Regions from separate parts of the Sus scrofa genome. Here all the other regions are linked to region 1. Evidence: chromatin contacts called from public HiChIP or PLAC-seq data. All regions are on one chromosome and are shown on one strand. Each heading gives the region's core, a stretch centred on a gene start, on an enhancer-like site or on the middle of the called end of the contact. The rest is flanking DNA. Distances are from core to core; before and after follow the strand shown.

What was found. HiChIP or PLAC-seq counts read pairs in DNA pulled down with a chosen protein or histone mark.
Region 2: an H3K27ac HiChIP or PLAC-seq map of skeletal muscle shows a contact between it and region 1, with 5 times the contacts expected there. The contact joins two enhancer-like sites. A contact is called at or near these places in 1 of 47 Hi-C or Micro-C datasets (mesenteric adipose tissue) and 2 of 2 datasets of contacts at active chromatin or transcription factors (alveolar macrophages and skeletal muscle).
Region 3: a contact with region 1 is called in an H3K27ac HiChIP or PLAC-seq map of skeletal muscle, with 6 times the contacts expected there. The contact joins two enhancer-like sites. A contact is called at or near these places in 2 of 47 Hi-C or Micro-C datasets (embryonic fibroblasts and heart right ventricle) and 1 of 2 datasets of contacts at active chromatin or transcription factors (skeletal muscle).
Region 4: an H3K27ac HiChIP or PLAC-seq map of skeletal muscle shows a contact between it and region 1, with 4 times the contacts expected there. The contact joins two enhancer-like sites. A contact is called at or near these places in 1 of 47 Hi-C or Micro-C datasets (embryonic fibroblasts) and 2 of 2 datasets of contacts at active chromatin or transcription factors (alveolar macrophages and skeletal muscle).

What each region holds. Positions count from the first base shown.
Region 1 is chr14:81,316,840-81,319,539 of Sscrofa11.1, reverse strand. The region is part of intron 4 of LOC106506054 (a long non-coding RNA gene); the gene reads left to right. Among named protein-coding and RNA genes, the nearest start is that of ZMIZ1, 91 kb to the left of the region's middle. Within about 2 kb of position 1,354, at least 73 of the 83 cell types and tissues checked have an H3K27ac peak or open chromatin away from gene starts, as enhancers often do. A contact at or near this core is called in embryonic fibroblasts, mesenteric adipose tissue and skeletal muscle, where this site is marked.
Region 2 is chr14:80,975,306-80,978,005 of Sscrofa11.1, reverse strand. The region is part of intron 6 of LOC102163764 (a long non-coding RNA gene); the gene reads right to left. Among named protein-coding and RNA genes, the nearest start is that of ZMIZ1, 430 kb to the left of the region's middle. Within about 2 kb of position 1,300, at least 15 of the 83 cell types and tissues checked have an H3K27ac peak or open chromatin away from gene starts, as enhancers often do. A contact at or near this core is called in mesenteric adipose tissue and skeletal muscle, where this site is marked.
Region 3 is chr14:80,839,085-80,841,784 of Sscrofa11.1, reverse strand. It overlaps LOC102163764 (a long non-coding RNA gene), which reads right to left. Exons shown (of 11, transcript XR_002338695.1): 5 at 2,409-2,519. Among named protein-coding and RNA genes, the nearest start is that of RPS24, 370 kb to the right of the region's middle. Within about 2 kb of position 1,429, at least 14 of the 83 cell types and tissues checked have an H3K27ac peak or open chromatin away from gene starts, as enhancers often do. A contact at or near this core is called in embryonic fibroblasts and skeletal muscle, where this site is marked.
Region 4 is chr14:80,916,645-80,919,344 of Sscrofa11.1, reverse strand. All of the region lies in intron 6 of LOC102163764 (a long non-coding RNA gene), which reads right to left. Among named protein-coding and RNA genes, the nearest start is that of RPS24, 440 kb to the right of the region's middle. Within about 2 kb of position 1,319, at least 13 of the 83 cell types and tissues checked have an H3K27ac peak or open chromatin away from gene starts, as enhancers often do. A contact at or near this core is called in skeletal muscle, where this site is marked.

The DNA of each region.
Region 1 (2,700 bases), core at 105-2,604:
CATGTAAAACACACAGAAGGGAGCCCAGCACACAGTAGGTGTTATTAAGGGTTCCCTGTTACTATTATTAACGTTCAAGGTCTTTCAGGTAGAAAGCGGAAGAACCAGGTTTTCCCAGGGCCTGTGGTGAGGCTGATCCCTGCCTCTGCCCAGCTGACCTTGGCCCTGAGTGGGACTGGCTGTGCTGACCCAGGCTCAGGAAGGAGGAGCTCTACATCCCCCACCAGGCCGTTCCTCTGCAGCAGGCATGTGACATATTGTGGTGTGATGTGTTTTCCCCTCATGGTGCAAGATGTGACTCAGAAGGGCATGCTGGGGAAATGAGTTTCTTGGATTTGCCCACCTCATCGCCCCTGCGTTCTTTAGAATTTCTCTGAATCAGACTTTATATCTGGTGCTATCGCTCACTGGCCTTATTTATGCGGAAAACAGCTCCACATTTCCAACTTGCTCAACAGCCCTCAGGATTCATCTTGGGCCCTGGGAGGGTAGCAAAAGGCGGGGAGGGCCAAAAGGAAAAAGAAAGAAAGAAAAAGGGAGAAAGAAAGAAGGAAAGAAAGAGCCAGCAACAATCAAAACAACCCTTTTCTCCCTGTGTAATCTGGGCAGCTTCCAGGAGGATAATGTCTTTCCACCGTGAATCGCCCCCTCCCTCCCAGGCTGTTTTCACAGGAAGCAAATCCTGGAGCATTTTCAATGTGCCCCTCGAGGCAGAACAATGAGGCCCTTGAAGCCTCGGCCCCGCGCTTCCTCCAGTTATCCGGAGGCCCGGCCGAGCCCCTCCTGGAGCGGGGCGGGGAGGCGGCGGCGCGAAGGGGCGCGGGACCGGCTCTGGGAAATGGAGTGGGGGGAGTCTGCGGGGTGTTGCGGAGCCGCACGGGGGAAGCCCATTAGCCAAATAATAGGTTTGGATCCGACTGTTTTGCCAAGGTACCCGGCATTTATCCGGCTCCCCGATTGGGGGCGGGGAGCTGGGAGGAGGAGGCGCGGATCCAATTACGGCTGCTCCTGCCCGGTCGCCGGGAGGTGGTGGCGGGCCGGGCAGGCAGGCGGGCGGGCGGGGATGGGAAGGGCCGGGTGGAGCGGGAGGCTCGGGGCTCGTGCGCGCAGAGCCCGGGCAGCGGGTCGGGGGGCGCCTGTCCCCCAGGCCCGGCCCGGGCCGCGACCCGCGCCGCCTCCCCCGCCCGCCGGCTCAGCTGCCTCATTGTTTATTGTGGAGTCTGGCTCGCCCCCTCCCCGTCCCCCTCCCTCGCTCCCGCCTCCCTCCCTCCCGCTCCTTTCTCCCCTCCTCCCGAAAGAAAGAAGAGCCAGTCTGTGGAGACGAATGAGTCATGAATAAACAAACAGCGTGGGGGAGCTGTCACTCCGGGCTGACTTCCTGGCCGCGCTCTGCTCCGCGACCTCCTGGCGGGGCGCAGAAGCTTGGCTGGCTGGGATGGGCAGGGGCGGGCTCCCCTCTCCGTGGGCGAGGGGTGGGGTGCCCAGGACCCCAGTTACCAGGCTGACCTTGAGCACAGCCCTCAGAAACATCGAGTCCGTTAGACAGCGTGTGACCCAATGTCCCCAAACCTATCTGTACACGTATGCTGAGGGTGGTGAGTCTGATTTCCTTGGGTTTGACAAAAGCCATACGCCACAGACAGGCATGTGAGCATCTGCTGTGTGGGGTTGATTTCCCTGTGTGGGCTCACCCTCTGGGAATGCTGTGTGTGTATGTGTGCGCGAGCGCGTGTGTGCACGCATGCGTGGTGTGTGTGTTTGTTGATGTGGTTTCTCTTGCATGTGTATATCTGGTATGTGCTGCAGACGCTAGGGCACTGTGAAGACGGGTATATGTGGGATGTGTGTGTGAGCGTGTGGAGTGTCTGTGTGTGGAGTGTGGGGTACACATGAGTGTGTGTTCGTGCCAGGGCTGGTAGCCTGTGTGTGTGTTTGTTGTGTAATCATTTTTCTGACTCTGAATCTGCTTCTGCCGCTTTAAGATTTGAGATCTTTCTTTGTGCTTAGTTTTCTACTTGGGCCTTTTTCCTTTCCCTTGTGTGATCCTGTGGGTCATTCGGGGCCATCTCTTCCCATTAGTGAGGCCCCAGGGCCCCAGCAGACCTCCAGGGCCTGGCCTGGCTGGCCTCAGCGTCCAGCCAGCTGTGGCCACACGCAGGCTCCCGGCGCTGACTCATGCCTGGCGAGAGCAAAGCAGAGCAGAGTCTGACCAGAGCCCAGGCTGGGTGAGCCCCCCCTGTGGGGAGGGCGCTCTGGGCCCTGCCTCTGGGGGCTCTCCTGAGCCCTTGAGCTCGAGGAAAGGGGCCTGAGCTAGTCCAAACCTTCTGGGGCCTTCTGGTGTAGAGAGGAGTCCATGCAATGGGTCAGAGTCAGGGGCAGGGGTTGGGCATATCTTCTGGCTTCCCCAGCAACCACACACCCTCACAGAGGTCCATCCCAGGACCAGTACTGACCGCTGAGCCTTCAGGAGGAAAGTTGGTGAGACTGAGCATGGCCGTGACTCAAGCTCCAGCCCTGGCCCTAGTTGCTTGGCTGGGTCCAGTACCCTGACATCTCTGGTCCTGCTCCTTCTCCATGGGCTGGCCCAGCTCCTACAGTTCTCCAACTTTGGGTGGGGGATTTGCATTCAGGGCCAGATCTCCCTAAAGCTGAAGCAAGGTGCAGTTTTGCTGCCCTTTCCCCATTATCACCCTCTTCTGC
Region 2 (2,700 bases), core at 51-2,550, 340 kb after region 1:
AGGATGGAGAGCCAGATCACTTCTCTACAACAGTTGCTATCGCTCATAGACGCTGGTGCCACGCCCTCAGTTCAAAGTCCACCTGTGCCCCTTCCAAGCCACATGACCCTGACCAAGTGGCTTAACCTCTTCCAACCACAGCTCCTGTTTCTGAAATAGAGAAACTAGCATCTTCATCCTGAGGTTATTTGAGGTCAGCCAGGTAATGCATGTCACGTAATGGGTCAAACCCAGGGGACCACACAGAGGGTGCTTCCTTCCCTGGGTAGGAAGGGCTACCTATTCCACAGACTCAGCCTTCCATGGGGTTTTTCTCCCCAAGGCAGCACGCAGAACCCTATAGAAGAGATGCCAGGTGCTGGGGCTGCCCACAGGCTGTATGGAGAATCACTTAGGATCAGGCTGCTAGTGAGGACCCACGCTACATAAAGCTCTGATGCTCTCCCTGTCCGCAGCTCCAAGGACCAGAAGGACCACACTGCCTGGAGCAGGAAGCCTTTTTCAACCCCACCTAAAGGGTACACAGGCCCATCTTTAAAGGGAAGGGCTGACACAGAGAACCTATTCCAAGGGCTTGCCAACAAGCCTGGACACGAAAGCTTTACCCAGGAACTAATGTCTAGAAAATTAGTTGGAGATTTTCCCTGGCAAGCATGTGGCTCTCTTTGCCTGACACTCTCCAAGAGAAGCAAGAGCTCTCAGATCAGCAACCACATTGGTCCTGAAGTGGCGAAGTGACCCAGGCTAATGACCAGCTTTGCTGACCCTTGTTTCTACATCTGCAGAATGGGTATAATCTCTGTTCTGGGGGTCTTCCAGGGCCATCACGAGAGCCAGGCTGCCAGGCCATGAACCCTCATCTCTAGCGGAGAGAATGGGAAAATTGGGGGGAACGAGCAGGAGTTAAGGGCCTGAGGGGCTGACCTAGGACTAGATACTGGGGGAGGAGACCTGGCTTTGCATCTCAGCCTGCCCCCTCCTAGCTGCACCACCCAAGGCAACACATTGGATCTCCCAGTCTCAGTTTCCTGATTTTCTAAAGAGCAGAAAGGGGATGTTAACATCCACCCAAGAGAGATCCTGAGATCAACTCCAGTCCGGCCGGTGAAAGTGCAGCTGGTCACAGGGGTGTGGAAAATGTCACTTGGACACATGGTGGGTGTCAGCAGGTAGGAGGCACCCCACGCCCCCACCCAAGCCTGAAGCCGGAGGGGGCCACACAGACTGTCTCTGTGTCTCTGTTTATCTTCTCTGAGGAGGCCTGTCTTTGACCAAAAGGCAGCCAGGAGCATCAGACGGGAACATGGCTGCTTTTGTGAAATCAGACCCACTCCCTGTCCCTTGGGCCAGGCATGATTTAATGAAATCCTGTTTACCTCTGGCTGGAGCTGCCGTTTTCAAGATTTCCTTGAAAACATATCCCAGATGGCCCCGGGCGGTTCACTTCCTGTACCAGGAACACAGCGCACGTCCCTCTGGGGCGGGCTGGTCCCCGGGGGCAGGGAGACGGGCTTTAACTGCCTGTGAGCTCAGGGCTCTAGGATCTTCCCTCTCCTCTCTGCTACCTAGGCCTTGTCATCAACCACTGATCCTGCAGCGCCTGGGGTGGGTCCTGGCGGCCCGAGAGAGGCCTGGCTGTGTGGCAGTCTTTGCATCTGGGAAGGCTGGCCGCCAGGGCCCTACCCTAGACCCTGGACCCACAGAAGCAGATGTGCTCCTTGCACAGCAGGCCCAGCACGTCTCCCAGACAGATGCCGTGGTGGTGCTCTGAGCCACTGCCCGGCAGATGGAGTTCCTGTGGACTCAGCCTTGCCTGCAACAAACACCTTAGGTCTGCAGCTGGCTCTCATCTCTCTGTCTCCGGCACACCTCACCCTGGGCTCCCAGAGAATCCAAGGCAAGGTTTCTCGGCAATCTCCTCCGAGTTTACGAATGGGAAACCTGAGACCCAGAGAAGATGAAAATAACTGGCTCATTATCCATGATTGTACAGCCAGAATCAGAGACAGAACACCAGAACAAGTGTACAGGACTCTAATATCAGGGCTCTGTCTACTCCAGCACACATCCTTCAGGGGTCAAAGGACAATGCAGCCCCAAATTATACAGATGGGGAAACTGAGGCCTAGTGTTGGGAAGAGAGCTGCTGAAGCTCTCAGAGGGAGGGGGAGGTCAGAGCAAGGCCTTTTTCCAGGTCCAAACCACATCTTCTTTTTTTGTTACATATAGGGGATAAAGAAAGGCCATGGAGAAATGGATAGGGGTCAGGTGGTCCTTTCTTAGCCAATCAAGCAAGTCTCAAATCTAGAGTGTGGATGCTCATTGGCCCCCACTGGAACTACACTGGTGGGGGCCTGAGAGAGTGAGGTCAGGCAGGAAAGGCTGGTCACCCAGGACCTCTGAGTCCAGCTGTGGCACTGCCCTTTATTGTGCCTAAAACAACATGATGAGGCTTCTTCCAGGAGACCTGCAGCTGCATGGAAAGTCCTGGCCTGGGCCCAGAGCTGCCTCAAAGAGAATTAATCTGGGTCCCAGCTGGGGGAATTCTCAAGGCCCTGCGCCTACTTGCTGCATCTCTGCTCTTGTGTGTGCCAAGGAAAGCAGAGTTTGGATGTGATGGAAGAAATGACTCCCAGGGACAGACAGAATCCCTGGAAGTAGCCACCCTTGAGATCATTACCCTGTATCACATGATTAGGA
Region 3 (2,700 bases), core at 180-2,679, 480 kb after region 1:
AAAAGAAATGTAAGCATTTTTGTGGGAGCCTGAGAGTACCATGGGCCACACTGTGCCTGTTGAAGGACCCCTGGGTCCTGCTCAGCCCTCTCTGAAGCGCCCAGTGCTACATCCACACCACCGGATAGGCTGAGCCAGCTCAGGCAGCCGGAAAGAGCGAGAGCTGAGCTCTGGTGCGGAGGTGTCTGGCCCAGGGTGGGCGGCCGGAGCTGGCCCAACACCTCAGCTGAGCAAATAGAATGAGTCCACCTCCCAGGCAGGCTGCCCGCCTCCTGGATCCTCACAAGCAACCAGACCCACAACTAGAGAAGCAGGCTTTGTGTGGCTCCTGGACGCATGGCTAACAGTCTCAAGGGCTTTTTCTCCTGGGTCACAGCTGGCAAAACCGACAGGGAGAAGGAACCACTGCCTCTCCTCTCACCGGGCCGCCCCTGAACTCCCCACCCTGACCCAGCCCCTCCCGCTCTACTCCAGTTCTCTCACAAGCCTCCAGGGATCCCAGAGCAGGACCTGCAAAATGCTCAGCTGGACGACATCAGTGATTTTTGACTTTTTTTCCTGCCACAAAGCCTTTTCTCCCAATGAATTCCTACAGGGGAAGCCAGTGGCTAAAAAGAGTAAATAGAGATCAGTTCTGGTTGAATTGGGGGTACACTCCCTAAGGGGCTCCCTCAGAACTCCAAAGGTCTTAGGGACACTTTTAGAAAACCACCATGCCGAATAACCTCTGGGTCCCAGAGTGGGGAAGGAATGGCCTAAGTCCCACACCTAGTGGTCAGCAGAGTTCTCTTACTCCTGGCCCAGGGAGACTGAGTCTGGGGCAGGAGTGGGAACAGGAGGCCAGAGCGAGTTGATAGGCGTGTGACCCAGAGGGTTGGGCAGGGGGCACTAGAGCCAGGGGAGGACCTCGTTCTGGGGAGTCCAGAGGGTCTGACCCTCTGTGCACAGGGATCACAAGCACAGAGGTCATGGACATAGCAGTCCCTGGCATAACAGTCATGGGCACAGGAGTCACTGACACAGTGGTCATGGTCATAGCATTAATGCACACAGAGGTAATGGACACCACAATCATGGACAGAGCAATCGTAGACACTGTCATGGCCACTGAAGTCAAGGGCACAGGGGTCATGGGACAGCAGCTATGGACACAGTGGTCTTGGGCCAGAGGTCACAGACACAGAGGTCATGCACACAGAAGTCACACACACAGGTCATGGACACAGACGTCGTGCCCACAGCAGTCACAGACGCAGGTCACGGACACAGAGGTTATGCCCACAGCAGTCACAGACTCAGGTCACGGATACAAAGGTCGTGCACATAGCAGTCATGGACACAAAGGCCATGCACACAGAAGTCACACACACAGGTCAGGGCCACAGCGGTCTAGCACACAGCAGTCGTGCACAGCCCACACGGCAGTTCTGCTGAATCCATTAGCAGGCTGGCGGCAAGTCCCCACCCCTCCTTGGGAGCTTTCTGGCAAGCTAATCCCTGCATAGCTGGGACATTAAATCACTGCCTCTTCGGCCTGTGGGCTGCCCAGGTACATCTGGCTTCATTTAGTCTCCCCTATTGAACAGAAACACATGTGGGTCCTGGCGCGCCTCTGAGGTGGGAGTCTGTGTAAGAGCTTCCGGGGTGGGCGGGGTGGAGGGGATAGGAGGCGGGACTTAAGCCATTCCTTTCAAAGTGTGTTTTTTGGCACACAAGTGTCCTGCAAGATGTTAATTAGGTACTATGGAAAAAAAGGTTTCCTCGGTCAAGTAAATCTGGCAAACACTGCATTGAGCACAAGTAAGCGGAGGATTGTGGGATTTCTCAGGCTTTGATAGGCGACCCTGAGTGGAGGACAGAAAGTACAGTGTTTTCCAAGCATCTTCTTCTGGAGAATCAAGGATGCTTTTGGCTGCAGGTGATAGGAAATCCAGTTCTAAACTGGTTAAACTCTCTGGGAAGGTGCTCGCTTAGGCAACAGGAACACCAGAGGTGGACACCAAACAATGTCACCAAAGCCAGAGCCCTTCCCTCTTTCCCCTCCGCCATGCTCAGAGCGTTCTCCTTGGGGGTAGTTACTCTCAGGGGACCTGGTGGCATCTGTAATTCCAGAACTCCCACTATGTGGACACTAAAACCACCAGCAGTACAGGGAGATGCCTTCTTCCCAGAGGTGTTTAGAGTGAGGTCAGCCTTTCCCACAAACCTCCCAAGACTCTTCTCATTCCATTGGCCAGAGTCATGACACATGCTCCAGCCAAAACTAAGACTGGTGGCTTGAGACTCATGGTTCCCAAACTGTGGGCTGAGGCACCCCGGATCACCACAAAAAAAATTTAGGGGTGCTACAGGATATTGAAATTTTTCAAGGGAACCACAGAAACACCGGCTACGCATGAGCTACTTACTATTTTACGTGACTTCATAGTTTCCACAATAGATCACACTGCATTCCTTTGATGGTATTAGAGCCTTGAGAAGCGGTTTTTGGTGGTTGCTGCTGTGATGATAATCAAGCCCTGAATGGAAAGCAATGTGGAATGGAAAATGAAGGTGGTGCTTGTCCAACCCAAATCCAAAGTCTGACAAGTTGTGCACTGCCCAGCAGGTGCACCCTTCCCATTGTACATAATTGTAGTTCTTTAAAAATAAACTGAAATGATTACTTTTTCTTTCCTTTCATGTATATTGTTTCTACAG
Region 4 (2,700 bases), core at 70-2,569, 400 kb after region 1:
GCTAGGGACAATGACACCACCCTCTTGATGGTTCGCCTGATATTTCTCGGGTGCAGATGCTGAGTCCCGCTCTGTGCAAGGTTCAGCATCTGCCTAGGGGAGACACTTCTCCATGTTCAGGGGCCTCTCAGTCAGATCCTCTGCAACATCTCAGATCCTCTGCAAGAAGACGGCAAGAGACGTCGATCGCATTGACTAGAAATACAGAGGACACAGGAGAACAGGGAAGAGGGACAGCCAGCCATGGCAGGAGCACTCAGAAAAGGCGTCGGGAAGTGGCAGCAGCAAAGCTAAGCACAGACTGAAAAGATGAGGAAGAGGTGAGCAGGAGGTGGTGCGGGCAGACGGCTGAGGACCAGCAGAGTGGACTCTGCATAGGCATCTGTCTGCCAGTGCACAGGGCAGAGCCAGTGGGACGAGACAACAGCACTGTGGTGTTCCAAGTCCATGAAGCAGGAACAGGGAGGCTGAGAGGGAGCCCCGAGAGCCGGGCCCGAACTGGAACACAGGACAAGGATAACACAGGTGAAAGTGCTTTGCGAACTCTGATGTGAGGGCCACTGTTTGTTCCAGAACACTTTCCTTCCCAGCTGCCATAGCCTATTCTCACAAAAACATGCTGAAACCAGCACCTTTAAAAAAAAAAAAAAATCATACTTCCTACAGATTTGCAGAGGACAATCAAGTATGTGAATGTTCACAAGTTGTCGTATAATCAAATGATTGGTGATTTTCTTTCTCATTTTCCTTTCTTTCCGAAGCTATGTTTCTACTGATTTCATGTTTCAGGAACATAAACACCACTTCTCCATTTTGGGGACTAAATCAGGAGGTACCCACTTAATTCCATTATCCAAGAAACAAAATCACTCCCCCTCCAGCCAGTCCTGCAAGCCAATCACCTGCACAGGAGATGAGAAAGGAAATTACTCTGTTTTTCTCTTGCTTTTTTTTTCCCTAACTAGTGGTATTTGAGAAAATTAAGTATGTTGTGCTTCCTATTCAGGGTCCAGGTCCTCAGACAGAGCTGGAAATGGAAGAGGAGAATGTTGTTTGGTTCCAGTGGCAAATATTTCATAGCATCCTTCAGCCCCTATGAATAGCTTTGTAGACAAAATAACACATTTTGTTGTGACACCACCTTAAATATTTTTACTCAGGTAAGACAGAGCACTGTAAATAGTGCCTGTTTATCACCCCAGTGGAAATTTCACTTTTCTTGCTGGGACTAAGAAAGCAGGAAGCCTCGCCCCAGTAGTCCAGGGCCCTTGGCCTGAGTCCTGGCTTTGTACATGGTCTGACCTCAGGCATAGACTCCCGGGTCAAGTGAGGACAGCTGTAGGCAGTACAAAGAGCACTGGACTTAGAAGTGGACAGACTGCATTTGAACCACAACTCTGCTGTTTACAAGCTGTGACTTTAAGCAATGTACTGAAATTTTTCTGAGCTTGAGTTTTCTCATTTTGTCAAGTAGGGATAATGCCACCCAGTGTGCTGGATGACTGCACTAAGTGAAAGAATGAGATGGCACGTAGAAAGGGCTGACATGGTGCCCAGCACATGGGGCTGCAACATACAGTGCAGTGGTTTCTGCCCCGCCCAAAGATGCCCAGCCAAGGAACACGTGGTGCTGACATTCTGCCTCGCTTTTTAAACTTGCTGGTCACTCATACAGGGTTCTTTAAAGCAGTTCTTCTACCCAGAGAACCTGTGGATGATTCACCGCACAGAGAAAGCTGCTTCGCCATTTACACAAAGGTGCCATGCTGGCAGAGGGGCCCCGGAGCACAGGAGGTACATCTCCAATCCACTCTGCTGGTTTTCCTCCCCGCCTCCGCCCGCCAAAGACTATCAGCCTCAGCTACATATGTGTGCAAAACCACGCTGCACACCATGTCCTGAAGCAGCCCAGCTCATCTTTAGATATCTCTCTTGTAAAGCATGATCTCACAGTTTCAGTTTTGCCAGAAAAGAGTTCTGGAGGTGGATGACTTAAAAATGGTTAAGTTGGGAGTTCCCGTCATGGCTCAGTGGAAACAAATCTAACTAGCATCCATGAATACGCGGGTTTGATACCTGGCCTTGCTCAGTGGATTAAGGATCTGGGATTGCCATGAGCATGAGCTGGCATGTAGGCATAGATGTGGCTCAGATCTCATGTTGCTATGGCTGTGGTATAGGCCAGCAGCTACAGCTCTGATTTGACCCCTAGCCTGGGAACCTCCATACGCCCGGGTGCAGCTCTAAAAAGACAAAAAAAAAAAAAAAAAAAAAAAAGGAAAGAAAGAAAGAAAAAAGGTTAAGTTGGTAAATTTTAAATTATGTGTATTTGACCACAATTTAAAGCAATAAATTCTTTAAATTATTAAAACATTCAACTATTTTTTAGAAAGACTCTAGCTCCATTTTGTGCTGAGAGGCAATAATCTGACACGTGGCATGGCAAGGGAGCAGGGACTTGCCCTCTGAGAGACAGAACTGAGTCCCTCTGCGGGCTGGGGAGCAGGTTGGGGGGTGGTAGTATTTTTTTTACGTTTGAGCTAAAATCTATTTTCACGTAACTTTTCTCCATGGTGGTCTTTTGGGCCCCAAAGAACAAATATCATGGGGCTACTTTAGCATATTAGTTAGGTTAGGTTAGTATGTGCTATGCTCCAGGAAAGAAAAAAAAAATCTTGGGGGCTTAACAGAGCAAAAATA